2 separate regions of the Zea mays genome follow, and region 2 is linked to region 1. Evidence: chromatin contacts called from public Hi-C data. All regions are on one chromosome and are shown on one strand. Each heading gives the region's core, a stretch centred on a gene start, on an enhancer-like site or on the middle of the called end of the contact. The rest is flanking DNA. Distances are from core to core; before and after follow the strand shown.

The links. Hi-C and Micro-C count contacts between places; a contact is called where the count stands out from the background.
Region 2: a Hi-C map of bundle sheath shows a contact between it and region 1, with 2.2 times the contacts expected there. The contact joins the promoter of LOC100127534 here to the promoter of LOC103654840 in region 1. A contact is called at or near these places in 5 of 25 Hi-C or Micro-C datasets (bundle sheath, ear, leaf and 1 more).

Annotation. Positions count from the first base shown.
Region 1 is chr4:241,789,443-241,794,282 of Zm-B73-REFERENCE-NAM-5.0, reverse strand. It overlaps LOC103654840 (zinc transporter ZTP29), which reads left to right and starts at 2,588. Exons shown (of 12, transcript XM_008681664.3): 1 at 2,588-2,861; 2 at 3,530-3,588; 3 at 3,677-3,769; 4 at 3,850-3,939; 5 at 4,052-4,133; 6 at 4,331-4,386. The coding sequence starts at 2,789. It overlaps LOC100278640, which reads left to right and starts at 1,099. Exons shown (of 1, transcript NM_001364468.1): 1 at 1,099-1,693. The coding sequence starts at 1,229. The coding sequence ends at 1,450.
Region 2 is chr4:241,945,235-241,950,074 of Zm-B73-REFERENCE-NAM-5.0, reverse strand. It overlaps LOC100127534, which reads right to left and starts at 2,466. Exons shown (of 2, transcript NM_001371767.1): 1 at 2,283-2,466; 2 at 694-1,568. The coding sequence starts at 1,554. The coding sequence ends at 1,039.

The DNA of each region.
Region 1 (4,840 bases), core at 1,339-3,838:
CCTGAATGACACGATCGAACAAGTTTAAGGATATGTGGTGTACTTTACTCAATAGAGAAAGACAATGGCTAACTTTGTACACCACGACGCACGATATACGAAACTCGTGTTTTTATAGGATTAGAGATTTTTAAAGTTGTTCTACGGTGGAGGTAGGGGTGGTAATGGATCGCGATCCAAATGTTCCTCCACACTTTGTTAGGACTCTAAATTATTTTTAGTTCAAGAATAAATAGAAATAGAGTTCGATTATAATTTGATCTGATCCTTAAATTTTATAACGTAAAATTTAGAGCATATTGTCACCCCTAGGTGAAGATGGAGTAGTTTTAAACATTGAGTACTCTCTCAAGTGTCCTATTATTTATCGTTTTGGACAAGATTTAAGCTAAACTTATAAAATTTTAAGTACAAATAACTACTTTGTTATTTAGTTTTAAAACCTAATATTTATATGTATCAATTTATATTAAAAATATTTTAATAATGATATAAATGTATTAAGTGCTTATTTATATTTTAATAAAAATATTGATCAAACTATATTTTAGAAACCATACGATTATCCTAAACAACAACTGATAAGACACGGGACGGGAGCAGGGGCGGGCTCAGGAGTGATTCATGGGTATTCATTGAATATCCAAGTTTTTGGTGATCTATAGTAATTTGTTAATAATGTATTAAAAAAATAGTGTTAGAGAACTAATTTCTTTGATCTTTTAAATTTTTAAATACCTAATCTTAAATGTCTAGGCCCGCTTCTGGACCGGAGGGAGTAAATTAGAATTGATCGGAAAGACTATCGTGTTTCCGGAAACACTGGACATCCACTGGATGCGCATGCGCCCCGCCAGCCGCCAGTCACGCTCCAAGAAGTGGAGAACCACCGCTAAACCGACTCCAACCATCCAGTTTTTTTTTTGTTTTTTTTTTGCAAACTAACCAGCTAATCCACCCTATTTCCGGCAAGCATGCAGCAAACCCACGGCCAGCCCGGCAGCGAACGAACCGCCGCCCTTGCTTCGCTCGCGGCCGCTCGCGCCGTCGCCTCGCAGCTCCTATAAAGCGGCGCCCCGTCCTGAAGCAGGAGAAGCAATTGAGAGAGAGATCACCGTCGAAAAGCAGTCTCCCAATTCCACCGAATAACTAATAACATCTCCTCGAGCGCGAGGCCGGCTTCCTTGGACCAATCCAGCAGCAAGCGACCCGGCCAGCACCAGCAGCCATGGAGATGAAGAAGGTCCTCTGCGCCGCGCTCGTCGCCGCCGCCTCCGCCACCGCCGTGCTGGCCGAGGTCGCCTCCGAGTCGCCCTCCGAGGCGCCCGCCGGCGCGGCCGCCGGCGCGGCCGGCGGTGCGGCTGGCCCTTCCGCCAGCGCCGCCGCCGCCGCCGCAGTGCCCGCCGCCGCGGCGCTCGTCGTCTCCTTCCTCGCCTCCTTCCTCCACTGAGCGACGTACCGCGCGGAGTGCGGGAAACCTGGGATGGAGCATCGTGTTTGGTTCACCCGATTAATAATTAATTAATCGTTGTTTTATTTATTTATTTATTGCTTGCGGTTGCCTAATTATGTGATCGTCTGTTGTTCCTTCCTTCGTTCCTTCCTTGGTGATGTGTGGGTCGCCAAGGGGGTTTCGTTTCTGTAATCCTGCCTGATCGATGCTAATACTATGATCCCAATTTGGTTTTTGCGATCCTACCGTTTTGTTTGAATCAGAATTCAGAATGATGCCAATTTGGTTTTGTAATTCTACTGTTGTTTTATCCATGGACACATGCTGACGTAGCTCCTCAGGTCATTGCATTGTTTGAATCAGAGGATACCTAAACGATGTGGAGAAAAGAAAAAGAGAATGGAGCAGTTATGCTTTGCATCATGAGTCATGCCGCAAATGTCAGTCGTCACTGCGGTTGCAAATAGTTGTGGTTGATGCAGAATTCCAAGATATTGGTTGGGATCACCAACGAGTACCTTTATTTTGTACATAATTTTTTAATACAAAGAATACTGTAGGACCACCCTACAATAATTACTTAAAAATAATAATAACATAATAATCGCGCGAATCAGCTGCTAGATTCGACATCTTCGGAAACAAAGCCGACGTACACAAAATTTACATCTTTTAGGCCTTATAGTTTGTGCCGGATTGGTGGGTTGGAACGATTCCTAACCGGATTGCTTCTCTAATTTATATGAACTTTAATTAGGCCTTGTTCATTTGCGTCGGAATCGTTCCGACTAATCAAAGTTTATATAAATTAGAGAAGCAATCCGGTTAGAAATCGTTCCGAACCTCCAATCCGGCACAAACAAACAAGACTTTAGTCCTTGTTCGTTTGCGTCGGATTGCACCCGGAATCGTTCTAGCTAATCAAAGTTTATATAAATTAGAGAAGCAATCCGGTTAGGAATCGTTCCGACCCATCAATTCGACACAAACGACAAGGCCTTAGCTGGAACGATTTCGAGTATAATCCGACACAAAGGAAGTGAAATTCCCCAATACTCCATATGCGATGCCAACGAGACCAAAAGTGAAAAATTCCCCACTCATGTTTGCTATATATATAAATAGCCTCCTCAGTCCTCCCCTCCCGTAGTCCCGTCTCCTCCACCTTTCACTTTCCAGTTCAAGTCAAACCACGTTCCTCGCGGTCGCGGAGGCTCACGCCAAGCTCGCTAACCGCTCCCCTCCTCCCTCACTCCCTCGTCTCTCCCTCTCCCCCCGAATCCTCGACACCCAAAGCCCAAACCCTAGCACGGGCAGCGGAGCTGCGTCGGGCGAATGGACCTGCAGCTGCATGTCTTCTACAGGGCGCTCGGGCTCTCGTTCGTCGGCGGCCTCAGCACCGCCATCGGTACGGCACGCACGCCCGACTCTCGGCTCCGCGGTTGCTGAATTTCCGATTGCTTGCCGCCGTGCTGCGGTTCCTAGGATTTCGATGCTAGCGGAGACCCACTGGCTGCCGCTGGTTGCAGTCCAATTTCCTCGCGCCCAGCTTGGGCTGCGCGGTCTGGAGCAGTGTACTCAGATGCGATTGACTAGTGTTCCGCATTCATAGGATAGGATAGGCGTTTCTCGTACTGGTCGGGGGGGGCGAGCAACTAGCAGTCTAGCGTAACCATAATTCCGGTGTCTATACAACTCTGTTGCCTCTGTTATTACCAATAAAATTGTGGAACACCTTACCGTATGATTTTATTCACTCGCTATCAAGTGATGGAAAATCGTTCCTCCACCTGTAAAATTAATGGGTTACTCCTCAAGTTTCGAATGGGAACCAAGTAGCACAGCTGCCTCAGTTTAGGACTACTCTTGCTTGGTTAAATATTACATATAGCTACGACCTCGTCCACGTTGTACTTACTTTTGTGATACAAGTGTTGCCATGGTGATTTGATGAACTACCTCAGGATGCCCAGCCTTACTTTTCGTTCATCAAATCGTAATGGTGACGCCTTGTGTGCATTTGAGTTTTTTTAGCAACTTCACCCACTGCATCTGGGTTTGAATTCTCTGTTTCAGGTGCACTGTTTGTCGTTTTGAATCCTGCCCCTAACCTTAAAGTGCTCGGGCTTCTACAGGTGAGAAACTATCAAGTAACTTCAGATATCCTCTTCGAGTAGGTTGTTTAGCTGCTAAGGCTCTATATGCTGTTGAAACTCACTACAGGGTTTTGCTGCTGGACTTATGCTCAGCATCTCCTTTCTAGACCTGGCACACAATGCCCTGAATTCTATTGGCTTCTTGAAGGGGAACCTCTGGGTGAGCCATAACCTGCTTATAGTTCTTCAATCCAAGCTCATCTAGCGTTCATCTGTCCACATAACAAGGAGCAACTGCAGTTTTTTGCAGGGGTTCTTTTCTTCGGTTTCATTATTAAGTTTATCCCAGAGCCAGATTTTTCGCCACCAGCTGATCCAAGCGAGAAAGAGGTTGGAATGAACAGCCCTTACTGATTTTCTTATGCCAGATCAATTTGTTTCCTCACTAAAATAGGAAAGCTGAACAGAATTTAGTTCTCTTTGTTTGGCTTGAGGAAAGCAGGCTGATGATGGTGTATCAGGTAAAGATATGATGAGAAAACATCGCCGGCAAGTGCTATTCAGTGGTATTATCACTGCTGTTGGTAAGAAACACAAATGCCTTATGAAATCATTCAGTGCCCTTATTTAAGAAAATGCACCCCTTGATATTAGTTTCGAAATTTGGATGACATAATTATTTCGACTGTTTCATTTCTTGCTGTATCTTCTAGCAATATTTTGCGCAGCTTTGCTTCCTTGAAGCTGCAATCATTTTAATTGGCAAATGCTCTTATTGCAGGAATTAGCTTGCATAATCTTCCAGAGGGAATGGCTGTATTTCTTGGATCTGTCAAGGTAATACCTTAGTACAGTTATGCCAGCATTATAGCTTAAATCACTAACTGTCTAACCACCTTTTGGGTTTTGAATTACTGAAATAACATTCTTTTCTTTGGTCAATTATCTATTTAATTAATTCTTAAATGGTTGAACTAGTGGTACTCTCCCTGTTATTCATCGATGTGCAGATTGAAATGTATTCTAGAATGTCTCGGCTTGAGTATATACATCAGTATAATAGCTTAAATAACAAAACTAAAGCAACAATTATTCCTTTAGTTCTTTGTCCAAATAATTTGTTCTTAACTGTTTAATTAATGATACTCTCTGTTATTTGCTTTTGAGATTGAAATTCAGATCCCTGCTATCAAATATAACTTATTTAATCATTCATTTTAATCTGTGTATATGTTGTAATTATTTACCATAAGCTCCCATCTTGCAAATTTTATAGTCTTACATAAATTGT
Region 2 (4,840 bases), core at 1,217-3,716, 160 kb before region 1:
CACTTTTTTAGACTTGCTCCAATTATGTCAATAATATCATTTCGTACAAATCAGTTATCTTCTTTGCAAGTGGCAATCATACAAAAACGAGTTGTTTAGACTTGCTCCAATTCTTTGCAGGTGGCAAATGATACAAAACAAACTAGGCGTGTTCCAATCACATGTGGAAAGTCGAGTTGCATGTTCCCAACTGTACACGATAGAAAAGAGGTTGCAGAATATGAAATGTATGTTCCCTTTGCGGCCTCTTGATTGAGAATTCAAGTTGCCTAGTGTCAACATTCACCAGGAAATTGTGCTTGTGTACACTGTATGTAATGCAGATTCAGCGTACCCAACCACCACCAAGCTGCATCCTAATACAAAATCACAGCTCTGGAACAAAAATGATTTATGAAATTAAGTGTTCGACAGCAAGAATCCCACTTCATTGCACCCTTCCTCAGAGAACGAGGAGCAAGATCTGCTGATTGGTCAATAGTTCCACATATGAACAATTACTTGAATATAACCTCTGATTGGTCGATAGTAGAGAAGTGGCCTGAAACCACTATGGCCCCCTCTCAACCTCTGGTCCTCTGAATTGAAATAACAGGTACACATGAATTGAAATGCAGAGCGATTACCTGAATGTGATATGTTGCTGGAACATCAAGAGAAAACAATAGAACTGGAAAATATACTTGTAGGAGATATGGCAGACAATTGCTGATTACTATTACTGATTGGAAGGCAACACACATGAGAAATTGAGAATAGTAGATTACAGAGCTACCTAAACGGGGAATGACACGATACCGACCCAAACCACCAAGAATAACTGAATAAGCTTACACGACATAGTCAACACGCAAACCATTTTCGTGACTCGACTGGGGATGAATTCTTGCAGCTGCCAGGATGCTGTGCGCATCATAGTATTGAACCCCAGGGGACGTGACAGCAAGACAAGAATGGGAAGTTCAATGATAAAGCAGCAAAGAGACATGCTGAATTCTTGCAGATCGCAACCATTTTTCGTTACCCAATGCCCCCGCCTCAGATCTTGTCAAGCTTCTCCGCCTTCACCACTGGATTGGCCTTGGCGATAGCGTCCCTAGCTGCAGTTCGATAGTCGAACTGGCAGTCGTGTTTGTCGGAGTAGCGGTGCATCGAACAGTACGTGTTCCCGCATCGGCAGTTAAAACCCGTCAACCCAACACGCTTCCTACAGGTTGCGCACCGGTTTGGGCCTTCCTTGGCCTTCGCGATAACAGCAGCAGCCTCGCTGGTTTCAGCGACATGCATAGGCTGCACGGCGATAGTCTTCTCCTCGACTTGAGGAACTGCCACACCTACAGTTGCAGCAATTGCAGGTCCTTTCCCATTATCACCGCCATTGACAATGCTATCGATGGAGGAGGCAGCCAACTGGGCCTGCTCCTGCTTCATTATCATCTCCTTGTGGCACTTGGAGCACATGTTCATGGTGGCAGCGCTTCCAAAGAAACCACAGTTATTGATGCATAGGATTGGGCCCTCCGGCTGCTGGCAGCCGGCCTCCTTGTGTTCCATCACTGAATATATGTCTGCACATCAAACCATCATTGCCATCTTAGCAAACATCAATCGTGGTAGACGAAACAAGATCCTGATTTTTAGGAACAAAAGACACAATCGCAAAATTTGCTGCGCAAATACAGCTCAAACCGACTTTTTAAACGAATCAGGGTAACATATCAAATTCGAATCTCTACAAAAACAAGAAAAAAATTCCCAATGATCTAAATCGAGAACAGCGTGCACCAAATCTGCTGCATAAATTAACAAATCCACCGCTTAAAACCAGGCACACACGATTTCCACTATAATAGAGCACTTAAATCACTAGCTATTAACAGCGCTATAAAACTTTAGAGAAATCAGGCAAAATGGGCCGATGTATTATTTTCAACAAGACAAAGTGAAAAACAAATTTTATACAGTTTTTAAATTTAAAAACAAGAAGAAGAAGAAGAAGAAGAAACGCGTTTTCATTTCCACATCCCAAGAGAACAAGCAACCGAAGGCCAAGTCAACCCACGAATCTGCGACCTCCCGTCCCCCTGGCAATTCCCAACCCATGAAATCCCCGTATCCAACGAATCAACACCACCACAACCTCTTTCCCCCACCCCCTCAAGAAAACCGCATGAATCGGTCAGGGGACGCCGAATCGGACCCCGAGACCGATAGATCAAGCCTTCTCTACCAAATCCAACAGGGAAAACAAACACGAGAAGGGGAGCAGAGCAAACCCTAACCCTGCGCGAGGCGGACGCGGAGTCGGAGATGGCGTGCGTGGATTGGAATCGCGAGGAGGAGCTTCGAAATGGGGGCGTCGTCGGGCCAGAGAAGGTGGGGGAGCCAGATAAAAAAGGTGGAGCCGACGCGAAGTTACTTGCCTGCCCCTGGTGTTTTGCATTATTTGCAAGTAAGTGGTGGCGTCGAGTGTTCTGGGCGAGGTGTGGTGGGCGTTGTGGAGTCGCAAAGAGGCAAAGAGTAGAGATGGCAATGGTAATACCTCATACTCATACCCACAACATAAAAATAACTCTATCGGATCAGTCATATATACTGGCGGGTATAGATTTACTCTCATACCTATACCCATACCCATGTGGGTATGGGTCACCCAACGGGTCACCCGTACCCACAAAAGCTAAACATCTATCAAAATATTATATGATACAAATGTCAGGTATATCCATCTAAATACCATTACAAAATTTCTAACATCATTTAACCATCCATTCAACACACCAAAGATAATTGGATAAAGTAGTAACACTAGGATAGTACTCCCTCCGTTGTCCTATTAGTTGTCGTTTTGGATAAGGTTTGAGTCAAACTTATAAAATTTTGACTACAAATAATTATTTTGTTATTTAGTTTTGGAACCCAATATTTATATGCATCAATTTGTCATAAAAAGTACTTTTATAAAAATATAAATGTATTAAGAGTTCATTTGTATTTTAACAAAAAAAACATTGGTCAAAGTTATATTTTGGAGACCGTGTCGTTGTCCTAAACGACAACTAATAGGAAACCGTAGGGAGTACTATATAACACATTACATGGTCATTAAATTGTCGTTACGCCTTCTATGACATTACGGCATAAAAGGTTGTTAAATAGTAAAAAAGATGGATGACTAAAGTCAAAGTTCATGCTTTGCCTAAGTTTATATTGGGTATTGTATACCCATGGTTAACGGGTATGGGTGAAGGCGGAACGTTCTAATACTCGTTTATCCATTGGGTGAAGATTTTTGCCCAATAACAGACCCATGAGTAGAATATTTAGCCCACATACATACTCTAATGAAGTAAATACCCATCGGGTATCGGGTCGCGGGTACCCATTGCCATCTCTAGCAAAGAGTGCTAGCAGTTCTGTGTCTTTAAAATATTATTTTGCATTATAAATATGGGAGAATCTAGCGGATGTTCTATATAAATCATAACACACACTAAATTTATATAAAAATAGTGAGTATAGTGGTTTAAGTATTATGTCTTGACTAGCAGTTAAGGTTCGAGTCTTGCTAATCCCTTTTTTATTTAATTTCTTAATTTTTTATGGCATACCCTAAATATAGCAGCTGGGTCCGCCACTAATTATAAACTATATATGTTCGTAGAGTGGAGTTTAAATATATATATGAGAATGATTAAGCTACTAGAGATAAGATGAGGGGTTGTTTGGTTTTTTGCCTAAGCCGACACAACTTAAAGTTAGGCATGCTACATTGTTTTAGTTATATGTTTCGTATTCTTCTAAGGTGTTGCCATAACCACGATTCTATGTACTCGCCAAAAAAACCTGCAGCATCTCTGGCTCCCGAATCAAGCACCCAAACCCTATCGCGCCACACTCGACTTGACCGTCGCAATATCTTTCCCTGTGATAGCCTGTCTCCACTCCTACAAGTGTCGACATATGCTGGTCCAAGGTACGGAAGGAAGCGTCGCGAGTGAGCCGCCTAGGGTGCCACCTCCTGGGCGAGTCTCTTGAGGACCTATCGACATGGTTAGCCGCCTGGGTGTAGCGCCGACGAGAGACTCGTGTGGGGCCGCAGCACCAGTGGGGGTGACGCCTCGAATGAAGCGCCTAGGTTTCGCTTGCGTGATGCGCGATTGGGGGGTGCCTGCGGGCCATTGCCTGGTGACCACGCCGGTCGATTTTTGGCTCAGGTTCACACCAGCTTATTTGTCCGACTAACATGTTTCTTATTTTTTTGTAGGGAAATTTGGCAAGGAACAATCATCTAGGTTGTTGTAAGGTATAACTATGTCTTTCTTGTTACTTATCTCATGTGATATGTGCATTCTGAAGTCATTGCAATATGCATAGATGGGTGCAATGAAGTAATATCTTGAGTGTTGTTATTATGATCATTACATCAGAAGGACGCTTATTTCCTTGGACATCTGTGTTCATATGTTGTGGTATATGTTGTAAGAAAAAAAGATTGGGCAAGTGATGCGTCACGATGCCCGATCTTCACGCCGTAGGATCAATCTTCAGATAACTAGCTTCGAAGAAGCCAAGATAACTTGCTGCAAGCAGCGATAACTAGTGCAACCTGACAAATAAAACTCGAAGCCAACCACCATCTTTAACCGGCAACCTGAATCGAGGATTCGCCCAACCACACTCTCAAAGAACCAACCAACACAGCCTACAATCAATCGAGGAGACCTCGAAGGGAGTAGGAGCACCACTTGGGAGCGGATGAAGTCGCAGCTTCTGCAATCCCGCGAAGGAATTCACAAGAGCAAAGAGGTAGAGATCACTCTCAATATTTGTTAGCACA